2 separate regions of the Mus musculus genome follow, and region 2 is linked to region 1. A link is a contact called in public HiChIP or PLAC-seq data. All regions are on one chromosome and are shown on one strand. The core of a region is the stretch at or near the end of the contact, and the rest is flanking DNA. Distances in the headings are between cores, read along the strand shown. Region 1 holds the start of Cog3 (component of oligomeric golgi complex 3). Region 2 has its middle 6.2 kb from the start of Gm36271.

The links. HiChIP or PLAC-seq counts read pairs in DNA pulled down with a chosen protein or histone mark.
Region 2: an HNF4G HiChIP or PLAC-seq map of pancreatic cancer cells shows a contact between it and region 1. The contact joins the enhancer-like site here to the promoter of Cog3 in region 1. A contact is called at or near these places in 2 of 15 datasets of contacts at CTCF or cohesin (CD8 T cells and the NIH/3T3 cell line), 1 of 484 Hi-C or Micro-C datasets (the HL-1 cell line), 9 of 115 datasets of contacts at active chromatin or transcription factors (the SCID.adh cell line, double positive thymocytes, effector CD8 T cells and 5 more) and 3 of 9 other capture datasets (adipose tissue, liver and pancreatic islet).

What each region holds. Positions count from the first base shown.
Region 1 is chr14:75,751,357-75,758,186 of GRCm38.p6, forward strand. Cog3 (component of oligomeric golgi complex 3) reads right to left here and starts at 3,137. Exons shown (of 23, transcript NM_177381.3): 1 at 2,909-3,137. The coding sequence starts at 3,082. It also overlaps a transcript of Slc25a30 not described here.
Region 2 is chr14:75,794,743-75,801,572 of GRCm38.p6, forward strand. No RefSeq gene overlaps it. Among named protein-coding and RNA genes, the nearest start is that of Gm36271, 6.2 kb to the right of the region's middle. Within about 2 kb of position 3,234, at least 23 of the 459 cell types and tissues checked have an H3K27ac peak or open chromatin away from gene starts, as enhancers often do. A contact at or near this core is called in the NIH/3T3 cell line, liver and pancreatic cancer cells, where this site is marked.

The DNA of each region.
Region 1 (6,830 bases), core at 1,887-4,386:
GGTTGACATGTTACAGCTTACACCAGCGGACATGCATACTAAGTAGCAATTACAGTAAACAATAATTGCATACTAAGTAGCAATTACAATAAACCACATAGCACTACCTCCCCAGCCTTAACCTGTCCAGGAAAAGACAAATGTCCCTTCTTCTCAGAAGCCTTCTTTTTTGGAAAATCCTGAACTGGAGAAAGTGATGTTTAGAATCAATCTGATCAATACTTGCCTCAATTGAACTGACAGCACTTTCTCTGATTAGATAGAACATATCCTTGAGGCTGGAGTCTCACTCAGAACCTTCCAAGGCACCAAGACTTTTCTTCTTATCTTCAGTCTTAGTGACACCTATACTAGCTCAAGATTCTAATCTGTTCTTTTAAAACATTCATTGTTTGAAAGAGATCTCATGAATAATGCAATCTTGGCAAGAAGCGTGCCATGGGCCATTTATGCACAAGAGGGCCTTTACTCTTCACAACTCCCCAGGAGATAAGCCTTCATTTCATAACCAAGAAAATGGAAGCATACAGAAGTTAATTATCATCTTGTAGGTCACAGACCTACAGGAAAAAAGTTATGGCATAAATTACAGATAGATTTCAAAGTAAATTTTAGCACTTCAACAAGAACTACTTAGCAGAAAAAAAAAATCCTTGCTGCTATAAAAAATTTGCCTCGACTACAAGAAACCAGTCTACTGTAAATTATTTTATTTAATACAATATACATAACTCCTTTTTTAAAAAAAAAAAGCAACTTTTCAAGATAAGGAGTTTTTTATTAGACTTACCCATTTTATATATGAATGTTTTGCCTGCATGTATGTATTTGCACCACATTCATGTCTAGTGCCCAGAGGTCAAGGAGAGAACTGGAGTTACAGGTCTATTGTAAGCTACCAGGAAAGTGCTAGGAACTGAACGTGGATCCTCTGCAAGAGCAGTGGGTGCTTTTAACCACAGAGCCATCTCCCCACCCCAAGAGTGCTTTTTTTCTTAGAAGTGAGAAAGCTGCCTTCTAAAGACATCTTTATGATGTTCGCTGACCTTTTGCTGAGGCTGAACACATCTAGATCACTAAAGCATCCCAGTTCCAACAGATTATGAAATAATGTATCTTATGAAAACATGAAGCACTACAGAGAAGTCTATGGAAGCATGCTAGTTAGATAAATTAAACCTGATGCACACTTTTCTCAACCATAATGTTAAAAGCATGGAACGGGGATGAATGGAGTCCGAGGTCATCCCATCAGACAGAGATCACTTCAGTACCAGGAAAGGAGAGCGATGAGGACATGTGCCTCTGAGATCCCGAAAGCTGGTGTATACAGGCTCCTTCCTGCTAGTTCTGAGACCTCCCCACATTCCTGGCCTTAAGGACATCCTCTCCCCAGGACCTTGCTCTGCTTTTTCTTCCAGCTACAACATGATGGGCCCAGCCTTTCCCAGGCCGGCTTCACGTCTCCATGTCAGCTCTCTTGCTAGGCTGTCTGTCACCTTCTTTACAAGGCTTAGGCCTTCTCTTCACTTTTAGGCCTGCCCTTACTTTTCTTCAGCCTCAACTATTCTGGCCCTGCCACCCACCCTACTTTACTTCCTATTTACGTCTCTATCCCTAATTCCTACCCCAGTGTAGACATATGGCAATGCACATTAAATGACAGCGTGAACTGATGGTAAGTACAACTGCATCAATACGGAAGGACCGTGTAAACCAGTAAGATGCCTTTTACTTTCAACCCTCTCCATACTCAATAAACGTGACACCAGCTTCGATAATGGGGCACAAAAATTATAAACAGACTGGGAACACACATAAGCCTGTTTCTGTAAATCTCTAGTATGGCACTTACCCAGCAATGGCAAAATCCTCAGTCTAGTCCCCAGCAAAACACACACACACACACACACACACACACACACCCCACACCACACCACACCCACTTATAATCCAGAACATAAAACATAGCCAGATCAAAGAACTTTCCACTTGCTCCCTCGTTTACTTAGGTCTATTTCCTGTATGGCATCCTGGAGGTGGGCAGAGAAACACACCTAAGAACACGTATTTTTACGGCACAGCACACAAAGGTGCAGAGAACGCGTCTAGTCACACCTCTAAAGTGTGAGGGCAGAGGTGAAGAAGCCAAATTCAATCTGCATTTGGACAGGATTACGAATCGTACAGAAATGGTTTCCAACATCAAAACTAACCACCACTGATAATAAAATAACCCAAAATTCGGCCTCGAAACTAGAAGAGCGTGTGAAACACATAAACAATCCAAAAAATAAAAGTACTCTGACCAGTATAACTGCACTGAATCACACCAACAGTAACATGCATACTGTCCCACTGGTAACTGGGAAAACGTTGACGCTAAAACCCAAAGCGCTACTTAATAACCGAGTCAACTTGTAAAAATAACTTTTTAATTTATTGCTTTGCTGTAGGTTTAATAAATCTTATCTTCCATAACCCAAAACCAGGAGTTCACAGCTTGGGGTGTGATAAATGAAATTGTTTCTCGGGGCCAGTTCTGATCCCCTCTAAGTGTCCCTGTTCCCCCGGGAAAGAAGCAAGCCTGATGCCTCCAGGATGCAGTTAACACAGACTAGCTGGACAGGCTCCTGGGAGGCAGGGCTACTCTGACACGGGGACACCAGGAGCAAGAAGCCCGGAGCAAGGCTCGGGCCAACCGTCCCACGCCGCTGGGGGAGGGCTACGCCCTCGCGTGGACGGCCACGCACCCTGGCAGGGCCACCCTGGGTCGCGGGCAGAGTGAGGCTGCTGACAGCAGGGCACACACGGGCCCCTCCCGCCGAACCCGCCACGGTGGCTCAGAGGACCGGCCAGATCCCCGCACGGGGCAGGAGGCCGGGCGCAGCCCACGCCCTCGCCTCACCTCGGCGGGCACCGGCAGGTTCTCCACGGCCGCCTTGAGCTCCAGCACCGAGTCCGTCTGCCTGTCTGTCAGCGGCGCCATCGAGTCGGGTCTCCCATCCCAGAGAGACAGCTTCTCGCGGGCGTCCCGCTCGGCCGCCGCCTCGGGCGGCAGCAGCAGCGCCGCCTCCGCCATCTCCGCAGCCCTGGGCCCCTCCGCGGCGCAGAACCGGAGCCCGACAGGCAGAGCCGGGAACTTCCGGGAGGACCGGGACTTCCAGCGCCGCAGCCGCGGCGGGGCGGGCCCGAGCGCCCTGACCCCGGAAACGCTTCCCCGGCGTGGGGGCGGGACCGAGGCCAAAACAGACGTGGCTTTCGACGGAGGCCAAACAGTTCCGGTTGAGGTGTACCTCAAGCCAGAGGGTAGGAGACAAGAATGGGCGGAAATAAGCTTGCCCCTACCGGAAGCTTCTTCAACATCAATAACTTTATGATAATGTGTTCTTCAGATTTGTTTTTGGTTTTCTTTTTAACAAGTTGTAAGTCATCCAACGGATTAGGAGAATTAATGAACTCCAAAGATCTTCTCTCCTGTCAGATGGGTTATGGATGCTTTCCATGTTGACATAGCAACCAAGAGCACCAAGTTTTCAAACTTACAACTTCCCTGTTAGAAAACTAGTTTGTGGAAACACAAATTCAAAGACAAACATATCAGGCCTCATTAATAATATCAAAAAACTGGGGGGGGGGGGGACCTAAATGTCCAACATTGAAGAACTGGATCAATAACTGTCTATCCAAACATGAAACTGCAAAAATTATTCTGCCATTTAAATCATGATACACATTTGAACACCTAAACAAATTATATTAGATCAAACCTAAATAATTGAATAAATATACTTTGTAAGTATATAAATTGAGTATATACGAATATAAAAAAAAATTGGGCAAAAAGGTGAAAAAGAGACAACCTTCTTCCTTACCAAGAATTAAAAAGGAAAAATGTAGAAAAATGAAGAAAATCACAAAACACTGAACAACATTCTTCAAAAAGGTCAGGGTAGAGAGATGGCTCGGGGCTAAGGGAACTTGCTGATCTTTCAGAAGACTCCAGTTCAGTTCCCAGCCCCCACAATATGCAGCACATTACCACCTGAAACTTCAGTTCCAGGAGATCCAACCTCCTCTTCTGGCCTCTCTGGGTACTAACATACATGTGGCACATGCAAACACACACATAAATAAATTTTTAAAATAAAAAGCCAATGTTTTTTTTTAAGATTTATTTATTTTATGTATGTGAGTATACTGTAGCTGTCTTGAGGTACACTAGAAGAAGGCATCAGATCCCATTACAGATGGTTATGACCCACTGTGTGGTTGCTGGGAATGAACTCAGGACCTCTGCAAGAGCAGTCAGTGCTCTTAACCTCTGAGCCATCTCTCCAGCCCCCAAAAGCCAATGTTTAAAAGAGTATCAAACTACTAAAGAGCAAGGAGTGACCAAGGAGCTCTTACATAGTGGAGACTACTGAATAATGACTTCTCATTGCAATGTGGTATCTTGGACTGATTCCTGGAACAGAAGAAAGGATAATTGTGATGAGACTATAGAATAAAATATAGAATCTTAATAAAGTTTGTAATTTAGGCATTGGTGGTGTTGTGCCAGCTTTGATTGTACATGGCTAGATAAGACAATAGTAGGAAAGCTGGATGAAAGACACACCTGAACAATACAATCTCTGGAGCCTTGCTGAAGTCTAACTTTATCTCAAGAGAGCTGAGTATGGCAGCTCATGTTTGCAATAACATCAGCAGGGAGGCTGAGACAAAGGGATTTCTACAACTTGGAGGCTGAGGTAGGAGAATTAGAGGCCAGTGCAGACCACAAAAAAGAGACTGCTGTCCAAAAAAAAAAAAATGTATCTCAAAATAAGAATTAATAATCTTATGGTATAGAAAATATGGTTCTAGCTAGGGACATGCCTTTAATTCCAGCACTCAGGAGGCAAAAGTAGGTGGATCTCTTGAGTTCAAGGCCAGCCTAGTCTACAAAGTAAGTTCCAAGACAGTCAGGGTTACACAAAGAAATTCTGTCTTAAAAAGCCAAAGAAGGGGCTGGGCGTGGTGGCACATGCCTTTGATCCCAACACCTGGGAGGCAGAGGTAGGCGGATTTCTGAGTTCGAGGCCAGCCTGGTCTACAAAGTGAGTTCCAGGACAGCCAGGGCTATACAGAGAAACCCTGTCTCTAAAAAAACAACAACAACAAAAAATGATTGTAATATAGTTAAGAAAAATGAAACAGCATTAGTAACCTATTGGCCGAATTGGCAGACTCCACCCCATCCCATCTCCCCTCTATCCTCTTCTCTTTCTTCAAGTCACCTTTGTGGTAATACGGTGTTACCCTTCCACTGCTATAACTAATACCAGGAATAATCAGCTTCTAAAGAGCACGCCAAGCTACTCTCTGAGTTACTCAGCCGAGCTCAGAGCACTCTTCCCCAGCCCTGAACAGAGGAGAGCCCAGCCTACTGCGCTCAGCACCATGAGGTGGCATGTGGATCTGGGATATATAAGAATGCTAGCTAGGCTTGGGTCTATGAGCAAGCCAGCAAACAGGGTTTCTCCAGGGCTCCTGCCTTTTCGTTCTTGCTTAAATTCCAGCCCTGACTTTCTTCAGTGATGAACTGTAACCTGGAAGGGTGAGCTAAAACACATCTTTCTTCTCCTAACTTGCTTTTGGTCAGGGTGAGTTCACAGAAATCAAACTTATTTCTTATTGGATTAAGGTTCACTCCACTGGAGGGGATTCGTGTCTGATATTATCAAGCTCACGGTTGGCAAAACCATGAGCCTCAGTAAGGAAGTTCCTGTTGGAATGACTCAAATGATTTATAAGCCAGAAAACTGGGGGCCGGGCCATGGCTCTGTACAGTCATGTGGTCTCCACCTCTTCCTTGGAGTGTCAGCGAGTCACTACGAACCAAACTCAGCAAGCTGGAATGGTTTTAATCCATCCCAGGCCCCATGCTTTGTAAGCATTAAGAGAAATAAGATGTTCAAAATCCTGGGTTCCATCCTCGGGGTTGTAAAGGGATGTGACAGAAGTTACCTGATGTTGCAGTAATCTCACAAGGATACACATATACCCCAACTGATCAAAGCCCTTGTGAGATACACATGCACATTGAATATACTTCAATTATACCTCAACCAAGGTGAAAGAAGACCTGTATGTAGTGACCGTAAGGAAAGTTCACTATGGCTGTTGAATTAAGAAACCTGGGTCAGTGGAGAAGGTTTCTGTGCAATAGTCACAGAGTTCTGTCGTCACAGGAGCCCACAATGCCCTGGTCCTGGTCCTTGTCCTGGTCCTGGGTGTACTTGTGGAGGCAGGCACAGAAGAATGATGGCTTCATGGCATCCAGCTGCCATCAGCTTCACGGTGGACAGATCAACTTGTGCTAGGCCAGCTGGGGAAGAAAAATGGCCACCTTTTTGCCTGCTTCTGGGAGCCACTACATCAGTGGTTCTCAACCTTCCTGATGCATTGACCCTTTAATACAACTCCTCGTGTTGTGATGACCCCCCCCCAAAATCATAAAATTATCTCACTGCTACTTCATAGCTGTAATTTGATACTGTTATAAATTGTAATATAAACATTCAGGATATCTGATATCCAATCCCCAAAGGGTTTTGACCCACAGGTTAAGAACCAATGCATTAGAGGCTTGGCATCTTTACTCACTGAACTATCTGATATGCCTGTTTGTTTGTTGGGTTGTTTGTTTTAGAAGGCAAAGGTTTCTCTGTGTAGCCATGGCTGTCCTAATACTTGACCTGTAGACCAGGCAAGCCTCCAACTCAGAAATCCACCTGCCTCTGCCTCCCGAGTGCTGGGATTAAAGGCATGAGCAACACCCCCAC
Region 2 (6,830 bases), core at 1,984-4,483, 43 kb after region 1:
GTCATTCTTGGGACTGCTGACCACTTCTGTGAGACAAGGTCTCTCATTGGCCTGAGGCTCACTGATGAAACCAGGCAAGGCTGGCCGATCAGCAGGCTCCATGGATCCCCCTGTCTCTGCCTCCTCGGTGCTGGGATTATAAGCAGGTGCTGCCGCTGTGACCAACATTTCAGATGTGGGTTCTGGAGACTGAACTCTGTCCTCATGACCTCAAGGGCAACACGTTACCAACTGAACTCTCTCCCAGCCCTGACCAGGAGACTTTTAAAGTCTCCTCATTTTTCATTTTCTTTGTTCCCTGACTATAAAAAACCCAGAGAAACTATTACCACGTTGGAACTTGGCTCTTAGAATCATCTGAATCCATGTTCCCAGGCCACAGTTACTTATATTTGGCTCCAAAGGGACCATTACCACAGTACCACATCTTCCCTCTGAAGGGAGGCCTGTGCTTTCCCATGGACACCGTGCTGACAGAGACTTAGGGCTGCACAGGCTATCACGTGACAAGAGACAGAGCGTGTGGACATCTTTTGTTCTTCCTCTCTTTCCTTATAAAACCACCAGGATTTGATTGACTTCCTTATGGCCTTATCTAGAACATAAGGTCCCTGTTGGTGTATCACACACAACTCCTCTATAGATAGACAAAGGAGATACAGAATGCTGTATCCTGTGTCCTTGGCCCAGTGTCACATCTCTTCAAGGTAAACAATCTCATCTGTGTCCCTTTATTTTATTTTTATATCTAATTGGGTCTAAAACACCCACTGCTAAATCTCATGATCAATCATTTTTCCCTCCTTTCCTCAGGATAAGGATGCTACTTTGATACCTGGACCTTGGGGGTACACTCAAACCCGATCCAAACCACAACACATAGTCTTTGTCTTTATTTGTCTGTGCTTGTTTGTTTGAGACAATATGTCTTTATTATGTAGTTCTGGCTGTCCTGGAACTTATTATTTAGACCAGGCTGTCCTTGAACTCATAGAAATCCACCTGTTGGGGTTGAAGGTACTTGTCACAACACTCAACGATAACACATCATTTTAATGTTGTGCCAGGGATCAGCACACCATAATTCACAGTCCAAACTCAGATGCTCATTATTGTACAATCCCAGAGCTAAAATAGTTTTTAGATTACCTACATAATCTTCTGGATTTGCCTCCTCAAGGGACACAGTATTTGCAATGTGGTTCTTTACTGCAAACATCTGCAGTCTCCTGACTCAGCCTTCAGCAAACTGCTCTCACAGGTTCCTATTTGGTCTTTTCTGTGCATTGGCTTCCACCTTCTTAGCCCATGGGGCACATTGTTACAGAGGATAGCACAGCCTTGTGACAGCCAGTGGTGGCAGGCTAAGTATCCTGAGACCTTCGTGAAGGTTCCTGGCAGCCTTGCAGGACAGAGCAGTAACACGATTCTCTTCGTAAGATCGGCACAGCTAATACATTTAAATTCTGCATATATTTCCATCTAAACTCACAAGTACAAAAATGAATTGCACATTTCAAATGAAAAACAGGAACATGTCTGATTCTTTAAAGAGTATAATTTCTGTCTTTGCTACTGTACAGCACATAAATCACAAGCCCATGCAGATTGGCTTACATTGGATGGCTAATACTAAATGAGTTTAACTTAGCTCATCATCTCTATATTTAAATCTAAACTTTTCTGGGGTGTACAATTATATAATTGATGGCAGGTTTTGCCAGCTAAGATCAACTGAGTAGTGGATGGTAGGGAAAATGGGGACATAGATGAGACTGTTGCCTTCCAGAGACGTGGCAATTGGGCAGGACATGGTAGACACAATACTGTGTGTCCCTTTTCTATAGTAGAGATGCATCTAACCCAGCAGTGGGAACCTGTTGTATAAGCCCATAAGTTGGATGGTTTCTCTGCCTTCATCCCTGAATAGCTTCTCTCCCTTTAACCAACTTGTTTAGGTGTTCTTTTAACTTTGAGAAAGACAGAGAGACAGAGACAGAGACAGAGACAGACAGACAGAGATGAAACAGGAACAGAGATGGAGAGCACAAAGAGAAATCTCACATTTAAAGGATTAAAAATAAAAATTTCACTGGACAGTGGTAGTACAAAGGAAGGCAGATCTCTGAGTTCAAGGCCAGTCTGGTCTACAAACTGAGTTTCAGAGCAGCCGGAGCTACACAGATTATGTGTCTTTAAAAGCAAAACAAAATAAAGGAAATTTTTAAAATAAATAAATAAAAATTGCTTTAATAGGTAGATATGAGAACTCACTAGGCAGTTGACCCAGTTTGTGGGCACCAGGTTTGGTGAGAGACCCTCCTCATACAATAAGAATAGTTATAACATAGTGGAAAGAGCTAACAACACCTGACATTGACCTCTGGTCTCCCACATGTGTGCCTACATTTATATATACAGCATGCACACATACAAACAAATAAACAAACAATAGTGATTTTTAAAAGCACAAAATTATTGTACATGTTTGTTTTCCCCTTTGGCTATTAGTCTAGATTGGCTAGCTACAGCAACATGAGTTCAGAACCTCAGTAGTTTAACATAGGGAAATCTATCCTCCCACTCAACCCATGCCATCAGCAGCCACTGGGCTCTGCTCCACAGTGCCACTCAGGCACCAAGCTGCATCTCTCTGTAATGCATCTTCAAACTCAGCATCCAGGAATTCTACAGGAAAAGAAAAGAAAAGAAAAGAAAAGAAAAGAAAAGAAAAGAAAAGAAAAGAAAAGAAAAGAAAAGAAAAGGAAAGGAAAGGAAAGAAAAGGAAAGAAAAGAAAAGAAAAGAGGAAGGAGTGTAAGGGAACACACACAGAGAAAGACACACACACACTACTGTGTCCAGATTTTCAGAAGGTGTCTCATATTGTGATTGTATTTATTATCCTGTCTTGTTTCATTTCTTTTGTCCATGTGGTTCACAGCTTTCTGAAATGAAAATACAATTTGGAAACTTTTGTTTACAAAAATACCACTTAAACCATACTCCTGCGTCTGGGTGTGTGTACATGTGTCTCAATAATAGAAAGTGTTTTGTGTGTGTGTCTATTGTAGTACTTTTATGGGAGCTTTCTATCCCATTCTTTTCTGTTTAGTTCCTGAATAAAAGACACAAAAATCTGGTATCTTATTTACAAGCTGCTGGCACTGTGCTAAGTAGGTTCTGAGCTATTCTAGCCCAGCTAGGAAATGAATAACCAGATAAATGCCCCATTACATGCCAACTGAGTCTTGTGTATCCTCAGGATGAGATTTTCTTAGCCACAGGCTCGAGGTCCATCCTGCCTCATGAAGACCTTCTTCTTTCACCTCGTTCTCTTCCTTCTTGTGGTCCCTAGCTGAGACCCCCTACTCAAAGTCCTGCCTTCCTCTTTCTCCTGCCCAGTCATAGCCTCTAGCCTTTTATTAACCAATCAAGGACTATTGGGGCACATTCTTTACAGCACATTAGTCAGTACAGAGCCTCAGGATCAGGTTGCAGTCTTCCCAGAAGGGGAAGGGGAAGGGGAAAGAGAGGGCAGCGCTGGTAGGCCAAGGCTCCCGGAGCCTATTTCTGATAAAACAGCAACACCCTGATCCATGACACTGTTGCTGAGATCCGCTGGGCTGACTCAGGGAAGGTACCAAGGAGAAGTGTTTTGCAAATAGGAGTTGCTAAGCAGCTGGCTGTGATGGTGCATGCCTGTACCCGCATGTATTGGCTAGTTTTGTGTCAACTTGACACAGCTGGAGTTATCACAGAGAAAGGAGCTTCAGTTGGGGATGTGCCTCCATGAGATCCAGCTGTAAGGCATTTTCTCAATTAGTGATCAAGGCGGCAAGGCCCCTTGTGGGTGGGACCATCTCTGGGCTGGTTGTCTTGGGTTCTATAAGAGAGCAGGCTGAGCAAGCCAGTAAAGAACATCCCTCCATGGCCTCTGCATCAGCTCCTGCTCCCTGACCTGCTTGAGTTCCAGTCCTGACTTCCTTTGGTGATGAACAGCAGCATGGAAGTGTAAGCCGAATAAACCCTTTCCTCCCCAACTTGCTTCTTGGTCATGATGTTTGTGCAGGAATAGAAACCCTGACTAAGACAAATTGGTACTGGGAGTGGGGTATTCCTGTGACAACCTGACCATGTTTTGGGGAGGACTGTGGAAGGACTTTGGAACTTAGGCTTGAAGATCCATCCATTGTTAAGAGCTCTGTTGGAGGTTGTGCAGGAGCTTGGAAGATAATGTTGAGAACACTGTAGAAGATGGAGGTCTGGTTTGTGAAATTTCAGAGGGAAAATTAAAGACTCTTTTCAGGGCCATTGCTGTTTTGATTGTGAAGATTCTGTAGTTCTGGTTAGCTGGGGCTGAAGAATCAGCTGTGATTAACAAGATACCAGAACTACTAAAGCAAAAACTTTGCATTACTGGGACTATTGATGCTGGTTAGCTGGAGCTAAGAAATTAGCGGTGATTAAGAAGAGACCAGCATCATTGAGGTGACATCTTCTGGGAAGTGTTTTCTGAAAGCACAAAGAGGCTGTGTTCCAGAGATAGCCAAGGTTGCACTCCTGCTGCAGCGGGACTTGGTAATATGTAAGGGTCACCCAGGTGGTACTGGTTTTGAAGGCATGAAGGAGTTGAGCAGAGCAGCTGAGGCTTGGCACTGTGAGAGGCCATGGAAGGCCATTGGTGAAAGTGCAGCCTCAGTTGCAATTGATGGCCCAGGACTGAAGGGGTCATGCAGTGTTTTGGAGATGCCAGTACCATGAGATGACCACCAAGAGCAGCAGCAGCAGTGGAGTAGAGGCATCTGGAGCCTAGAGGATGACGCGTGTGCTACAAAGGGCATGGCTGGAGAAGTGACCCAAGCCCTTGGAGGAGCCCAGAAGATCGTGAGTTGGATCCCAGACATTGAACGGTTGGAGATTGATTTTTGCTTTTGATTGTGACTGTGCCCTGATATTTTCCCTCTTGAAGGAAGAAACTGTTTTAGTGATGCCCACAGTTAAGAGACTTTTAATTTAAAAAGACTTTGGATTTTTAAAAGAGATGGATATTTTAAAGAGATTGAAATTTTAAGAATATGTAAAGACTGTGGGACATTTAAAGTTATTTAGACCTTGGGGATGAATAAGAATGTAAGGGTTGAGGCTTACTAGTGATGTGTTTGTGTGTCAAGTTGACAAGGGGTCAGTTGTATTGGCTAGTTTTGTGTCAACTTGACACAGCTGGAGTTATCACAGAGAAAGGAGCTTCAGTTGGGGATGTGCCTCCATGAGATCCAGCTGTAAGGCATTTTCTCAATTAGTGATCAAGGCGGCAAGGCCCCTTGTGGGTGGGACCATCTCTGGGCTGGTTGTCTTGGGTTCTATAAGAGAGCAGGCTGAGCAAGCCAGTAAAGAACATCCCTCCATGGCCTCTGCATCAGCTCCTGCTCCCTGACCTGCTTGAGTTCCAGTCCTGACTTCCTTTGGTGATGAACAGCAGCATGGAAGTGTAAGCCGAATAAACCCTTTCCTCCCCAACTTGCTTCTTGGTCATGATGTTTGTGCAGGAATAGAAACCCTGACTAAGACACCGCACAACTGAGAAAACTAAGTAGGGGTTGTTAACTCTGAGTCAACCCGAGCTGTGTACATACCTTGTCTTTGTTCATTTGGTTTGGTTTGGATTGGGTTGGTTTCTATTTATTTTGAGACAGGGGTCTCTCTATGTAGTTCTGGATGTCCTGGAACTCTCTATGTAGACCAGACAGGCCTCCAACTCACAGAGATCCATTTGCCTCTGCTTTCCAAGGGCTGAGATTAAGACTGTGAAACACAACGCCTGAGTGTGACCTGTCTTTTCAAAAACAGAAGAGATTTTGGACTGCATCACTTCATCCACATGTCCCACATCCCCTCCAGGGTCTTTAGCCTGATAAGTGTAGTCTTCACCCTTCATCAAGCAAACTTTTCTTTGCCAAAGACAAAAAACCACTACTGAAAACCACAACCAATCAAAGTTCAGAGTTGTAGAGCCCAGTCCCAATGGATATATTTATAGAACATTTCCACACATAAGGCCCGTGGAACATTGATGAAGAGGGGCCATAAAGATTGTAAGACCCAGGGAATTTGCTGTGAGATTGTGTCACCAAGTAACATCAGAAGCTCTAGCCATAAAGTCTCACCAACGCAACCACCCATATGTGAGCTGAACATGGATGACAGTGGACATATGCCAAACTGGATAAGGAAAAGCCTATGAGGTCTCAACCCTACAAAGAACTATCGGCAACTGGAGAGAAAGGCCATAAATTTGAAGGGAGGTGGGGGAGGAGCATAAGAGAGGATTTGGAGGGAGGAAAGAGAAAGGGGAAAATTTGTAATTTTATTATAATCTTGAAGATGAAGAAGAAGAAGAAGAAGAAGAAGAAGAAGAAGAAGAAGAAGAAGAAGAAGAAGAAGAAGAAAAAGAAGAAGAAGAGGAGGAGGAGGAGGAAGAAGAAGAAGAAGAAAAAGAAGAAGAAGAAGAAGAAGAAGAAGAAGAAGAAGAAGAAGAAGAAGAAGAGGAGGAGGAGGAGGAGGAGGAGGAAGAAGAAGAAGAAGAAGAAGAAGAAGAAGAAGAAGAAGAAGAAGAAGAAGAAGAAGAAGAAGAAGGAGAAGAAGAAGAAGAAGAAGAAAACAGAGAGATCGAGAAACACTGTTACGGTTGAATCACAGTGGTCCTAGAGCTGTAAACTGGAAAATTCCTTCCCAGCTGGTGTCTAGACACAGAGCATCTATGGTCATGTCAGTTGAAACAACCTGTGACCTGGGCAGACTCTGGTTTTGTTCTTGGTTTGTTTTGTGTGTG